Regions from separate parts of the Mus musculus genome. Here region 2 is linked to region 1. A link is a contact called in public Hi-C data. All regions are on one chromosome and are shown on one strand. The core of a region is the stretch at or near the end of the contact, and the rest is flanking DNA. Distances in the headings are between cores, read along the strand shown. Region 1 overlaps Gm34741 (a long non-coding RNA gene). Region 2 has its middle 24 kb from the start of Gm826.

Region 1 (7,587 bases), core at 2,245-4,744:
CTTGGGACACTAAACTACTAAGCCACGCTATATAGAACTCACTCACAGCCTCCACACGGGTAAGGAGGAATAAGAGAAAAGACCAGACAAGTGGCCCAGGGAGGGTACTTCCAACTTGCCCAGACTAGTGGCAGCTGGAGTCTGCACGGGAGAGAAGCTGACACCCTGCCCCAGGGAAGAAGAGGAGGATTCAGCTCCGATGACAATCAAAGCCAGGGTAGGGAGAGCTGGCACTGAGCCAGAGCGGCACCTCCTAGGCGCTCCGCGCATCCCTCTGACTCAAGGTGGGGTTATTGAGGCCGTGTGCCTACCAGGAAAGTACAGGAGAGAATTTTAACAGGAGCCAAATCCGGGTGCATATGGCAGCAACAGGTTCAGCCTGAGCCCTGGGGCCAGCTGTGCCCAGCCCAGCCATGTGTCTGCAGACCAACCCTGGCCTGGGGAGGCTTGGGGCGGGCCTGGCAGAACTCCCTTCTTCAGGGAGGAGGCTACCGGAGATAGCATCCCAGGAAACCTGAAATGAAGATGGGGCTAGACCAGAGTAAGTTCCCTTTCCAACAGCCCCTGGGAATGGGGGGTGGGGTGTTATATCCAAGTGATGACTCAGCAAACATTCAAATGAGCGAATTGAAGATTTGATTTCTTCTACCCTCCAATCTAGAAAGATCTATCTGAATATTTTATTTTGCTCATTTGTTTTATTGTCTGAATTTTAAGTCTTTGTGGGACAAGAGATATCATTTTTTTAATGTGAAATGATTACAGGCTCATTGGAATGTGCATTAAAAGCACAAAGACTTGCTTCCCTGTGTCCACTTCCTGTGACTTCTTATAATATCAAGTCAAAACCAGAAGGCAACATTAGCCAAAACACTGGGAACTAAGCTGCCATCCTTATTTGGTTTGCAAAATGTACATGAAGCGTTAAATAAAAAAGGGTTGTCTTGGGGCCTTGTCTCTGGACTGAACAACCTCCCAGGACTGTGAAACAAGACTGGCGTTAGCTTGATTAGAAGTCAGAGAAAGACAAAGAGAGCTCAGGAAAGAAAAACAGATGAGGGCAGCAGTCTCCCTGGGATAGAAAGTAGCACGGTGCCATATTGCTCAGAAGCAGAGGACCATGACCCAGAACCTCTCATGAATTCCCATAGCATGAGCACATCCCTGGGGATATCTATGACTACAGCTTTTGCTTGTTCTAGGATTTGTGGCTGAATGGTACCCACAGAAAGATAGGTTCACACCCTGTCCCAGCTTCCAGAAGTATATGATCTTATTTGGGGGAGGGCAAAAGCTCTGTTTTTGCAGTTGGGATAAAGTCCAGCATATTGAGATGAGACCATCATAAATTATCCACTTGAGTCTAACATCACAAAATACCTCCAGAGGAGAGACTCAGAAATAAATAAAGGCCGTGTGGAAACAGGCAGTTTGGAGTGATACAGCCCATGAGAGATGTAGACAATCCCTTGAGACTACAAGAAGCAATAATGGACCTTCTTCTGGGGCCATCAGTGAATACTGTTCTGCTCAAAACTTGACTCCACACTTCCGTGCTCCAGAACTATGAGAGAGAGTAAATTGCTACTATTGTATGCCAAGCCTGTGCTTGTTTGCTATGACAGCCATAGGACACACATAGGTGACCTTGTCTGTATGGCCCCTGGCTTTTCATAAGGTGGACAGTCACTGTAACTTGTTCCTCAGGACCTCAGGAAACAGGGAGGTATGTTGATGCTACCTTACCAGCTCAGAAACATAGGCACAATGCAGTAACTTGACTTGTCAGTGGAAGCAAAGCTGAGGGGTGGTGAGCAGATGACTCAAGCCCATCTCTGGCTCATTCCCAAGTCTATGATCCTCACTAAGATCACTGAAGCCTGAGGAAAAAGACAGCTGATTGCTTGTTGGAGCAGGTTTTTATTCTACAGCTTGGACTGCTCTATCTATTAGGAGGAGGAGGGGGAGAAGGAGGAAGAGGAGGAGGAGGAGGAAGAAAAGGAGGAAGAGGAGGAGGAAGAGGAGGAAGGAGAAGGAGAAGGAGAAGGAGAAGGAGGAGGAGGAGAAGGAGAAGGAGAAGGAGAAGGAGAAGGAGAAGGAGAAGGAGAAGGAGAAGGAGAAGGAGAAGGAGAAGGAGAAGGAGAAGGAGAAGGAGAAGGAGAAGGAGAAGAAGAAGAAGAAGAAGAAGAAGAAGAAGAAGAAGAAGAAGAAGAAGAAGAAGAAGAAGAAGAAGAAGAAGAAAAGAAGAAGAAGAAGAAGAAGAAGAAGAAGAAGAAGAAGAAGAAGAAGAAGAAGAAGAAAAGAAGAAGAAGAAGAAGAAGAAGAAGAAGAAGAAGAAGAAGAAGAAGAAGAAGAAGAAGAAGAAGAAGAAGAAGAAGAAGAAGAAGAAGAAGAAGAAGAAGAAGAAGAAGAAGAAGAAGAAGAAGAAGAAGAAGAAGAAGAAGAAGAAACCAGAGCTAGGAAAGGACATTTCTTCAATGACACATTTGCTTATGCCTCTATGTGGAAAAAAAAGAGGTGAGATGAATTGGAAGGAATATATTACCCCACAGAACAAGTCCTAGGGTAGAATTGAGTCTGAATTTTCCTGAACCAACAACACAGTATCCATTGGTTTCTGCTGCAGAAGCAGACAGGTGCTCTCTCCCAGAAGTTTCATAAAGAGCCCTGAAAAAAAAAATCAAAGCCAACCAGTTCCCTCCATGCCTTTGAAGCCCAAGTCAGGCCAAGCTACCTACACAGCCCTGGCCTGGCCTGTTGGAGCCTGTTCTCTTTGTGCATACTCCCTCTAGAGCCTAAAGAGGCTATTGTATTTAATTATTTATGTGGACAACATGTGACATAGATTCAACTGAAAAAAAATTGTAAGCATCTCCTTCTTGCCTCCAGAACATCCTGAGAGCAATAAACTTCAGTTTCCCTCTAAGGGATCCATACATAGGGCTGTAGGACTAAGTAAACCTGTGCTTCTTTTATACAAATAAGACTTATGCCCTTCATACATCATTCTAGATCTTTTTCTGTCTGCTTCAGCTTAAGAACTTTGCCCTAAGATTGGGAATGTCTATAACATCTGTCAAAGCATCTTTCCACATAGGCTAAATGTACATCTCTAGCTAGACCTTCACAGAGCTACCACTGGGACATTTCCAAAACTGCCCTGCTAAAACCAGTTTGTGATTGCGATGCTGTACAGTGACCGCCACACGCGTGTAAAGGGTGCCTGTCCGAGCAAGTCCTGGAGGAGTATTTCACGCTGCACTCAGAACCTGCATTCTAAAACATTTTTTAAGCTGTGAAATTGCCTGCACGAAGCTTGTAGGAATGGATCCCCCACCCAGGAGTCAGGCCCTGTTTGCCTTGACAGTGTTATCAAGCCTCTTACCTTTGTAACAATAAACATACGAATGTCATGAAAGATCTGGTGACTTGATAGAAGGGTGTGTGTGTGTGTGTGTGTGTGTGTGTGTGTGTAAACCACTGAGTCATGCATCTAATTTTAGCATACTTAAAATCCTTCAGTGCATGCATGCTATAGCTCAGGAACCCTGAAAACAAAACAATATGAAAAGAAAGCATGAAGCTAAGATTAAGGGGTGCTAGGATCTCCTTCTTATAGTGGTCTTGAAATGCTCTGTTGAAATCTAAAGGCAGAATGGAGCTCCCACGCAGGAGCCAAACACGTGGAGAAGGGCCTTCAGACACAAGGAAGAACAGTCTAAGGACAGGGAAGAACTCTGGCTTACTTGGGGAAGTGAAAACAGCAAGCTATGGGGACTGCCTCAGAGGAGTTGGGAAGGTTATCAGAGGCCAGATCAAACAGAGCCTATTGGGCAAGAGGCTTGAGTTATTTTTCTCATTGAAATGGGAAGCCATTGAAGGACCGAGCACATGAGAGGCATGATACATTATACTTGCTTTCTTTTGTCACACAGCTGCTATATGGAAGTTAATTTTAGGGGCCAAGAATGGAAGCTTGAAGGCAAGGTAGAAGATTGTTCCATTTTTAAATACAGCCATGGGTCCCGAGTGATAATAAAAAAAAAAAAATGGTTAGCTATTGACTTCCTGCTTCAGCCAAGTGAGCCAAATAGGTAGTGCCAAGCACCAGTGTGGTAATCCTTGGTAGGTCTAAGCTGAGGTTATGGTCTTCTCTTAATCATATTAAGTTGTAGATGTCTAAGAAGTGGGAAACATCAAACTGGAACCAGCCCGGAAAGAATAGTTAGTGAGCTGTGAAATGCCTGTCTCCAAGCATTTGCCCATGAGCCCAAACCACATCACTCAGGCACAAGCATTTATGGGTATTGTCTTTGTGCAGCTATGGAGTGAGAAGCTCTCTGTTTCATGGCTAAAGTCTTCTCCCCAGCGTGACTGCAAGCTCTTCAAAGGAAGAGATTAACTAACAAGCCTCCAAAACCAGAGCTCCCCAAAGGGGTACGCAGATAAATTGATGGCTCTGGTCAGACTTTGCTCATCAGTTATATGATCTCAGAGTAGAGTCCAGTGCGAGCAACCTGGGCCCAGCCATTGGCAAGGGGAGAGGAGAAAGTCCAACTAACTGCTCACTTTGTTGGGGGGTCATAGGAACAGAGCCACAACTTCCAACATGTAGATAGCCAAATGCAGAAGGGGACATTGTTGATGGTGGCAGATCTTATGTTACCTTCACCAAATGATTGGTCTCATACAGCTCCTTCTTTGTCAAACCTCCACTGCCACCTCATAACACCAGGCCCACAACTTCACCATCCAACTCTTTGCCTAAAAGGGCCAGTTCACATTCACAAGGAAAGCACACGGGGATGCCAAGACATATCAATGCTCAGGGGAATAAAATGGAATGTTCTTTTCCACTTGTGAAATAGTTTTTTGAAGATTAATAGTATCCAATGTTTAAATTAGAAAAGACTACACCTTAGTCTGTCAACCAAACTGTAAGCGGTGACCGACCAGCATTTAAAAGGCTGATGCTCTTTGCCTCTAGTCCGACAACCTCCAGGATTCATTCTCATCTAAGTGTCTGGACAAATATATACATATAAAGCATGCCAGCTCCCAAACTGGCCATGATGGCACTCAGCTGTACTCTTAGCACTAGGGAGGTGGAGGAAAGATTAGAAGGTCAAGGTCACCCCCAGGCTCCTTTGAGGATTCTAGAACAGCCAAGACACATGAGACCTTGTTTCTAAAAAGAAGAGAAAAGCATGCTTACAGCAGATTCATTTGTCATAGCAAAACTAGGAGATAATTTAAGTGCCATGTGCCTTGTCCATGCCCCACCCCCACCCTCACCTCCACCCCCACCCCAGCACGGCTAAGTCATTCCCAGCACGTTACAACAGTTCTTTGAAGCTGCTACAGTGATGGGGTGTTGCAGGGACTGATTTGTTAAGATGTGTGCGCAGTGTTGTTAAAGCCAAGATAAAGTTGTAAAATAGGATAATATGATCCCAATTTTGGCAAAAATCCAGACAGTAATAAAGAGCGAAATCTGATACACTCATCTTTTCTGCTCAGGGTGGTTCCTCCCACCCTTTAGTGGGAGGGAGAGCCTCAACCGATAAGAATGGCTTTCACTTTTTACATAGTACATGACTGTATGGTTCACATATTTTCCGTAAAACTATGTTATTTTTGAAATTAAAAGAAGCCATACATAATACAAAATAATACGTTACAAAAAAATTGAAAGGCCTCAGGGCAAAAGGTTACCAGAGGTGATTGCTGCTAATAATTCAAGAAAAAATTTAGCCCCAAAGAATATTGAAAGGTTCTTCCCCACGATCCGAGAAGATGATTCGGGTCAGAGTAGAGAGAGGGAGGGAAAAAGAAGCCTTGGCAGCAGACCTCAAGTGCAGTGGAGTCCGCATAGTGCACCTTCCAGGAATGTGTTTGTGCAGGGAATTAGTGAAGGAACCCTGTCCTAAGAACTGAGATCAAAATATGAACAGACTATAGGAGAGTCTCTGGAGTGCTCAGGACCACCCGTCTCCTGGCACCCAGTGTCTGGCTATCACAAAGCACAAGCCTGGTACCTGGGATGCTGTCAAACATAGCCCTGCTCAAGTGACCTGCTGGGAGCAGCCACCAAAAGCAAGTGTAAGGCAACAGTCTTAGGGAAGAAATGAACCCCAAGTACGGGACTTCAGACCTAGCGTTGGTTCTGCCTCTTGTTCTCATGACTGAGTATTAGAAAGAGGAGATGAGGACTGAGGGAGTGTGGGGTGCTGGTCATGTTCATTGCCTTGATTTGGGACGCTAGTTCCAAAAGTGTGTTCAGTTTGTGAAGATCCACCAGCAGTTATACACTTAGGGTGTGTGCATATGTGTTTACATTCCTCAATGAAAATTACTTATAAAATCAAAATGTGAAGATCTATATCAGTTTTTAAATATTAGTATTAGGAGGGAGAAGCCTCTGAAGCCAAAAAGAACAAAATGGGCATGATTTGGGTATCCTGGGGGAATCACAGATTTCATCCCAGCATCGGCGGAGGCCACATCAATGGTGTTGCCATGAGTCACACTGTAAATACCAAGGAGTTATGGATGGACTGTGTATTCAGAAACAGAAGAATTGACATGCTGGAAATTTGGAATATATAGTTGATGTTAACAGAAAACTTTCTGACAAAATGCACACAAAACTGAATGCCATGGTTAACCCTGGGTGTCTCATTTTCAAGTTTTTAATTAATTTATTTATTTGACATTTGATCATTTCCATAACCAACAAGTTTTAAATTATAACTTTTAAAAGCCCTTTAATCCTCTTGCCTGCTGACAAATCCTTAAAATTCTTTAACATAATGACTTTTTTCCTTGCAACATTTTCTCTGACCTCTTTCTACAGATAGTTTTTCAGAGGGCTCCGTCCCAGAATTACTTGAGTAGATGAGTAAGTATCTTCATCCTTGGACAGCCCCTCCAGACTTGCTGAAATCCAATATTTAGTATCTATGAGTCTGTATTGTAAGGCAATTAGTTCCCTTGCTCTTTGCAGCTGGACAGTTTCAGGTGCAATGGTCAATGTGTCTCTCTTCTTAGCACCCTGGCTTCCTTTATCCATTTATCCTATAGGGGGTTATTTGATTTTATGTTTGTCCCCTTTACTAGATTTTTAAGCCCTGGAGGCCATTCAATATTTCCAGTTCAACATAGGACCGATGACACAGGCGTCCAAAAACCATGTTAAATAAATGCAGGAACCAATCTTGATCATCACACGGCTCTTGGATTCCCGAGAATGAAATTTCTATGGTGGGCACAGTTGCAGACACATACAGCTGGTTCTCAATTCAGGTATATTTGTATCACTCTGAGGAGCTCAAGCTTAGAATCCTAGGCAGCTTTGAGTGGAGATGAGCCAGGCTTGGCCAGACAATAGGGAAAACCCAAAAGCTAGTAGAACCAGCTGGAGAAGGAATGACCCAGTAACCCAGATTATGGAGTTTGTTTTCCATGAGCCGAGAGCTCTTTCCATTAACCTTAAAGGAACCGTGGCATAAGTCATAAGCTCTCTGGTTCCGAAGATCAAGGACTCCTAAGGCCCAGAAGTTCAAAACCTCACAGCAATATAGAAGA
Region 2 (7,587 bases), core at 3,582-6,081, 150 kb after region 1:
TCTTAACCATAGTTACAAAGACTATCTCTCTTTCTGAAAGAGAAATATAAGTGATATTTCCAGATTTGGGGGACTAGGAGCAGAGAGCTCTGGAGTTTTATTTCAGCCAATTGCAATATATTATACAATATATACAATGAGTATATTCTTTACTCTAGAAACAGTGGGAAGTTGGTGGAAGGTTCCAAGCAGCTGAGTACCATAGCAAGATTTATTTTCCTACACAAATATGGGCTGACGCTCCTGTCCTATGGTGAGCCCCCTCCTGGCTCCAGATGTCTAAAAAGGTCCCGGGAACATACAGTCTGGGACCGTATCTAGATCCCTGCTCTCGATGATCAGTGTTTCACTTCTCTGTGATATCCTACCTGCCTAACTCAAATATAGAATTAAACCCTGCCTGGATTAGCAACCCACATACAAGAAAAACTGATCAAGGAACGTGAGTGATTGTTAATAACTGACAGTTTTCAAGGCCAGGGTGTGGGGGCTGTTGACAGCAAAGCAAACAGTTTTAAACTATGCATTAAGTGTGTTGTTCTAACACTTGGCCAACTCGTCACATGTCAATGGCGCCCATTCCTCACGCTTGAACCTCCCACTCCACTCTTGGCTTCTTTCCCCTCCCTCCTCCACTTCCTTGGCTCTGCTCCACCCCAGCCCCACATTCTGTTATTTCTAAGGATGACCAGTCAGAATGTGTGTTACCTTTTCCAAATTAACTATTATTTTCCTATGCATGGGTAACACCCTCCCCAAAAGGAGTCCTAAAACCAACAGTGAAAAATAAGAATTGTTTCCTATCATTGCGTTTGTGCATGGAGGTTTGTCACAGTTAAATACATTTAAATGGACATCTTGTATGTAAATACACCCATGCCCCACGGGTCATAGCTCAGTTCTAACTTGAAAGGAGCGTGTTCTAATGTCATCACCACCACTAACCAACCTTTCTGGTTAGAGCTGTGACTGGCAGCGAGGTAATTAGCATTCGCCAGGACAGCCATGCCCAGTGCTCCACCATGGATCCCAATAGACTACACCACAGCAAGAAGCTCTGTTTTAGTGTAATTACCCAGCCTTGCACACCAGTTGCCCTGATGTGATGTCAGCCCCTCCACACTGTTTATTTTAATTAAAACAGAAATTGCAGGTCTTAGGTGCTTGTAATTACAGCCCATGAACTAAATTGACTGAGGCCCCTAATTAACCTGAAACACGTCTACCTGACTGGAGGTGTGAGTTTGGACTTGACTGATGGAAAGAACTGTGTGGGCCCCGAAAAGGGAACCAGGGAAGAGCAGTTAGAGACCAAGATGGGGATTCTTCATCCGAAAGAGGCACACCGCAGCCACAGGGTGAGTTCAAATTCATCTCCAAACATATCTTAACACATACAGAACCATACTAATCACACCTGAATGTCAGCTAATGTAAGAATCCATAGCCTAAAAAGAAACATAATAGAATAAAAGACATAGAGTCCCAATGGTCATAAAGCCTCAATAGATACAGGAAAAAAGTTTTTTACTGAATTCAACATACCTTCATGAGTTGAAAAAAGAAAAAGTAAGGCTAGAAGAATGTGTCTCAATATAACATCCCAAAGCGAATGTACTGCTCAGTGGAGAGGACCAGTCCCTGTTCCCTGAGATCTGGACCACAAGGATGGTCCTCACCGTTGCCAATCACTGCCCTAGAGGTCCAAGGCAAGGACGGTCTTCATCTTAGAAAGAAACAGAACTATCTCTGTTGTTAGATGGCATGATCTTCAACACAGAAAATGCCCAAGAGGCTACTAAAAATAAAACTTAAAACAAAGTAGTTACTTAACAAGGTGGCAGGATACAAGTCTGATATATAAAAGTCTACTTCTATCCACTTCTGTGGAAGAATCTAAAGCATTAAGGCAATTGCAAAATGCTTAGGAATAAGTCAAACAGAAGAAGTACAAACCTTAGACTCTGAAAACCTCTAAGATGTTCAAAGAAAGAAAAGAAGACAGAAGTTGAAGGAAATGGCTCTTGTTTGTGCGTGGAGAGGTAACAACGTGGTTGAGAGGATGACTTACAAATTCAACGATATCTCTATGAGAACTGTTTGTAAAACTCACATGTAATCTCAATGGTCCGACAACCAAATCAGACCTTGAAAAAGGTTAAACTCGTACTTCTCAATGTCAGTGCCAGCTACAAAATAATACTAATCAAGACAGTGTATGTTGGGAGAACAGACATTGAACCAACAGGATGAAGACTGGAGAACTAAACCCATACCTGTGACCAAACAATGGGTAGCTCAATGGATTCAGAATCATCTTTTGAACAAAATGCTAGGATAACTGTATAGCCATGTGGGAAAGAATATAGGGAGACCCTTAATTTAATATAGGTCTGATACTTAAATACAAGGATTAAAACTACAAAAAAAACTATAGGTAAATCTTCATTGCCTGCTACCTGCTACCTGCTAATGACATCTTAGAATTCACATTTAAAACCCCAATGACAAAAGAAAAGATAAATTTTCCTCACCAAAATTGGAAACCTGTATTCTTAGAAGGATCCTATCAAGAAAGTGCAAAGACAATCAGAAAACGGAAGAAAGCATTTGCAGAGAATGCGTCTGAAAAGGGCCTTACACTAGGACTTGCAATTGTGTCTTACCGCCTGACAATAAACTGACTATATAACACAATTAAAAAATCAACAAGCATCAAAATAAGCCTTTCTCCAAGGAAGATAGACAAGTGGCCAATAAACACACGAAGAGATCTGGAACAGCATTAGTCATCAAAGAAATGCAAATCAAAACCACACGAAGCTGCCTCTTGACACCACAAGGACAGCCTAGTTATCAACAAGCAGGAAGCAGTGAAAGTCTGTGCTGAGCTTCAGGGAAGCTGGAACACTCATACCGCACAGGTGGAGATGGAAAATGGCGTCAAAGCTCCTCAAAAATTTTAATGCATAGCTACTGTAAGACCCAGCCAATCCACAGAAATAAATACACTCATTCCACTGGTGTGTGTGTGTGTGTGTGTGTGTGTGTGTGTGTGTGTGTGTGTGTGTGTGTGTGTGTGTGTTTTCCCGGAATATGGAAGCCAGAGGTCAACATCAGGTGTCTTTCTCTGTTGTTCAAATAAAAATCATCAGACAATCAAAAAAATCAGCCTTTCTCCAAAAAAGATACATCCTCTATTACTTTCCAAATCTTTGAGAAAGGTCTCTCACAGAACCTAGATCTTACTCTTTCATCTACACTGGTTGGCCAGGAAGCCCCAGATCTGTCCATCTCCATCTCCCCAGCACAGGTATGTCCGGCATACAGCAACAATCTGGCTTTTATGTGGGTGTTGGAGATCCTAGCTCAGCTCATTCTCAGGCAGCAAGATGCCGAGCCACCTCCCCAATTCCAAAGAATCCAAATTTAACAAAACTATCCCCGAAAAGATTTGGCTGGTGTTTTGGGGGGGATTTTGTTCTTCTTTTTTCTTTTCTTTTTTAAAAATATTTTTAAATGTATTTATGTATGAGTACACACCAGAAGAGGGCATCAGATCCCATTACAGATGGTTGTGAGCCACCTGGGAATTGAACTCAGGACCTCTGAAAGAGCATCCAGTGCTCCTAACCACTGAGCCTTCTCTCCAGCCCCCTGGTTGGCACTTTTTAAACTTTGTAAACATAAAAACAAAATCGTACCTTTTGTTATTGATGTAAAGATTTCAGTAATGAGGCGTGACATTTAGATGAACTTACTGCCCTCACCTTTCAACTGGATGTATATGTGAGAGCCCTCAAGCCACTTCTCTTTGCTTTCTTTTCTATCATTGACTTAAAAGATCTGGTATCTATTCAGGATAACAAACCTTCTGTCATATTTATTATAATTTTTCCAGTTCTGACATTTCTATTTTACTGTTGCTGGTAACATTTTTGAAGACATAGAAATTCCCCCTTTTTAGTACCAGATATGTTTTTCTTATCCTTTAGGGTTTTTTTTTCCCCTACTGCTCTTAGAATGTCTGCCAGCATCTGAAAATCAGTTAAATATTTATCATACATTATTCTGGGGTTTTAATACAATTTTAACTTTTTACCATACTGTGTTAAGTAAAACTTCTACATATCATAACTGCCTAAGGCAAGAAGTGCTTGTGTGTTTAAAAATTAACTATTTAATGTATTTATAATTTAATTTGGGAGTTGATAGAAGGTAGAATTTTAATTTTATTTCATTTCAATATCCATTGGAAAAAGAACTTATTCCCTTCTAAATAGTTAAGTTTTGTTTCATCTTCCTTTACTCCCATGGGTGCTTTACCATAAAATTCAAACATCTTCCATGACATAGCACAGTATATTAATCATTGCATGATGTCATCTTGCCTTAACTATTACACATATAAAATACACTGTAACAATAGTCTTCAGTTTGGAGGGGCAACAGTGCTTGTTCTGACTAATAAAATTCAGAATCACTTTGAAAAATGTAAGTTCCAGACTGTTGAATGTGTAAATTAATACACACACACACACACACACACACGTAAAATCAATTTTTTATAATAAAAAGTTCCAGATCTCTAAAATTTTGAGAAGCTTTCAGAATGAGCACTTCACAGATTATACACCTGCCTTACAGTATGCCAGTCTGTCCATCTTGAGGTTTTGTTTTCCTGGTGGCACCACAGAAATGACCAGCACCTAGTAGGCATTGAATTTATTTTTTTTTTCATTGCTGAAGCAAAATCTCTCACAAAGACAACTTAAGGAAAGAAGGGTTTATGTGGTTGGGATGATGCAATCCATCACGGCAGGAAATGTGGAAGTGGGAGCCTGAGGCAGCCGCTCCCACTATGTCCCCACTCAGGAAGCAGACAGAAGCCAATGCTGGTACTGGACTGGCTCCATTCTAATTTTGCTTTTATTCAGTCTGTGAGGCCCCAGCCCATGGGATGGTGACATCTGCTTCCTGGGTGAGTTGCCCCTCCTCAGTTAAACCTCTGTGGAAAACACACTCATAGGAAAGCCTAGTGGTGTCTCACCTGGATGATTCTAAATCCACTCAACTGGACGTCAGAACCAACCACCACAAGCATATGGACAGTGATCCGCTTTTCCTTTCTTGCCATAGGCACCCTTCCTCCACGATTCCCTAGGTAGACTCCTCTGGGCCAATTATTCTTTTCTTATTGATGTTCTGGATTTGTGTACAGAACAGTGGGCTTTTATTGTGGCATTTTCTGTATCATCACACCCTGTCTTTGCTCACTCCTCTTCCAGTCCCCCTGCGCCATGCTCCCCTCAGCAAGTTCTTCACCCTCATCTTAACAGACCTACCTTCTACCTCTTTATAAAATAAATTCGACCACCTTTTCTTTCCCTCCCGCATTTAAGATTCGCCCTTCCCCTCTCATGATCTACACACACACTTACAAATGCAGATATATATAATTTTAAGCACGCCTTTAATCCCAGCACTCGGGAAGCAGAGACAGGCAGATTTCTGAGTTCGAGGCCACCCTGGTCTACAAAGTGAGTTCCAGGACAGCCAGGGCTATACAGAGAAACCCTGTCTCAAAAAAAAAAAAAAAAAAAAAAAAAGAATCATTTCTGTATCTGAAAGGAAAACATACATTTGTTTTTCTATCTCTGCCCTTCTCACTTCACCATCATTTTCAATTCTACCCACTACCGTGTAAATCCTGTATTTCTGCTATATACCTGACTAAATAAAATTCCACTGTATATACACATCACATATTTGATATTCGTTCATCTGTGGACCTCTGGGATGGCTCTACATCTACTTGAATGGCGCAGTAAGAGCTAAGGATGAGCAAGTATCTCTGTTTTATTGACTAAAAGTCCTCTGGGTGCACAGCCAGGGGTGAAACAGCTGGGTCATAGTGGTTCTATTTTTGGTTTTGTAAGAAGCCCCATGCTAACTTGCATAGGGGCTATACCAATGACATTCTCATCTGCATAAAAGTCCCTCTCTACCCACATCCTTGCTTGCATTAGTTGTCATTATTTTTCTTGAAGATTGCCATTCTGAAGTGTGATACTGAGTCACAACGCAGTTCTTATTTGAATTTTTTCATGGCTAAAGATGTTGAGCATTTTTAAATATTTGTTGGTCATTTGAATTCCTTCCTTTGAGAGCTACCTGCTCAGTTCACTAACCCACTGACTGGTTGGATCACTTTAAGTTTTTGGTGTTTAATTTCTGAAGTTCTTTCTAATTCTAGATATTAATAGCCTAATAATGTGTAGTTGGCAATTATACCCTTCCCACTCTATAAACCATCTCTTCACTCTGTGGTTGTTTCGGAAATAAATGGTCAATGTGTCTACAATACAAAGTCTATCCAGAAATGAGGGATTCTGTTCCCAGGTGAGAAATATTCAGCAGTAGTGATGTCAGAGCTCCAAAGTCTTCCTTCAATCCTGGTTATCATATCTTTGTTATCACCAAGTCTAACTAAGATCCAGAAAATATCCAGCCACCTGACTCTATTCACCCACTTCTGGCTCAACAGCCCTAACCAGCAACAAATTAAATGCTGACTGTGGGATTTCTATGAAAGATGGAAAATCACCCTTAAAAACTACTAATAATATGTGTGTGTCTCTGTGCATTTAGTGATGAGACCATTTAAACAGGTGATGGCTTCCATTACTGTGAACACCATGACCAGAAGCAAGCTGAGAGGAAAGGGTTACTTGCCTTCTGTTTCCCAGGTCACAGTCCACCATAAAGGGGGATCAGGGAAAGAACTAAAGGCAGAAAGCTGGTATCCAGAAGTGAAGCAGAGGCCATGGAGCACCACTGCTTACTAGCTTGTTCTCCAGGCTCATGGTCAGTCTTATACCTCCCAGAACCACCTGGCCAGTGGGTTCCCGGCAATGCCCCCATTGGGTTGGGCCCTCCCACATCAATCATTAATTTAAAAATTACTCCCACTAAGTTGTCTATATGCCAATCTGACAGAGGCATTTTCTCAATTAGGTTCCTCTTCCCACATGACCCTAGTTTGTGTCAAGTGGAAAAAACTAACCAGCACCAGTACTCTGAGATCCAACTTTGATGAGTCTTGGCTCCTAAACATGCTTTGGCAATCATATGTCATCAATTGGGCCATTCATTTATTTAGTAAATATCACACAAATCTACAAAAACATAAGCTTTTCTACTCTAGATGACTGGTGTCCCCAGTGCACAGGACAGAGCTTAGTGTAGACACTCAATGAGGGCCAACATGGTGGCTCAGCTGGTAAAGGGACTCACTGCCAAGTCTGATGACCCAACTCTAATCCTCAGGATATTCATGGTAGAAGAAAGGAACCAACTCTAGTGACAATCACACACATGTCAAGGCATGTGCAAGCATGATATCTATTTATGAAGAGGGATATATAATTCATTGTTTTTCTAGTTCCAAATTGTCATTTTTTTAACCTGGATAATGGGTAAACACATATACAAAATGTCCTTGATACTGAAGGTAAAATGTAATATGAAGCTTTAGAACTTCCATTCCAAATGCCCAGTCTAACTATAGTTTATTGAATAGTACAG

What was found. A called contact is a pair of places that touch in the nucleus more often than the background predicts.
Region 2: a contact with region 1 is called in a Hi-C map of bone marrow-derived macrophages, with 31 read pairs. The contact joins two enhancer-like sites. A contact is called at or near these places in 2 of 484 Hi-C or Micro-C datasets (bone marrow-derived macrophages and epidermal suprabasal cells) and 1 of 9 other capture datasets (pancreatic islet).

What each region holds. Positions count from the first base shown.
Region 1 is chr2:160,148,532-160,156,118 of GRCm38.p6, forward strand. Gm34741 (a long non-coding RNA gene) reads right to left here. Exons shown (of 5, transcript XR_866916.1): 5 at 6,695-7,587. Among named protein-coding and RNA genes, the nearest start is that of Gm34741, 17 kb to the right of the region's middle. Within about 2 kb of position 3,495, at least 18 of the 459 cell types and tissues checked have an H3K27ac peak or open chromatin away from gene starts, as enhancers often do. A contact at or near this core is called in bone marrow-derived macrophages, where this site is marked.
Region 2 is chr2:160,299,335-160,306,921 of GRCm38.p6, forward strand. It overlaps Gm46773. Among named protein-coding and RNA genes, the nearest start is that of Gm826, 24 kb to the right of the region's middle. Within about 2 kb of position 4,832, at least 6 of the 459 cell types and tissues checked have an H3K27ac peak or open chromatin away from gene starts, as enhancers often do. A contact at or near this core is called in bone marrow-derived macrophages, where this site is marked.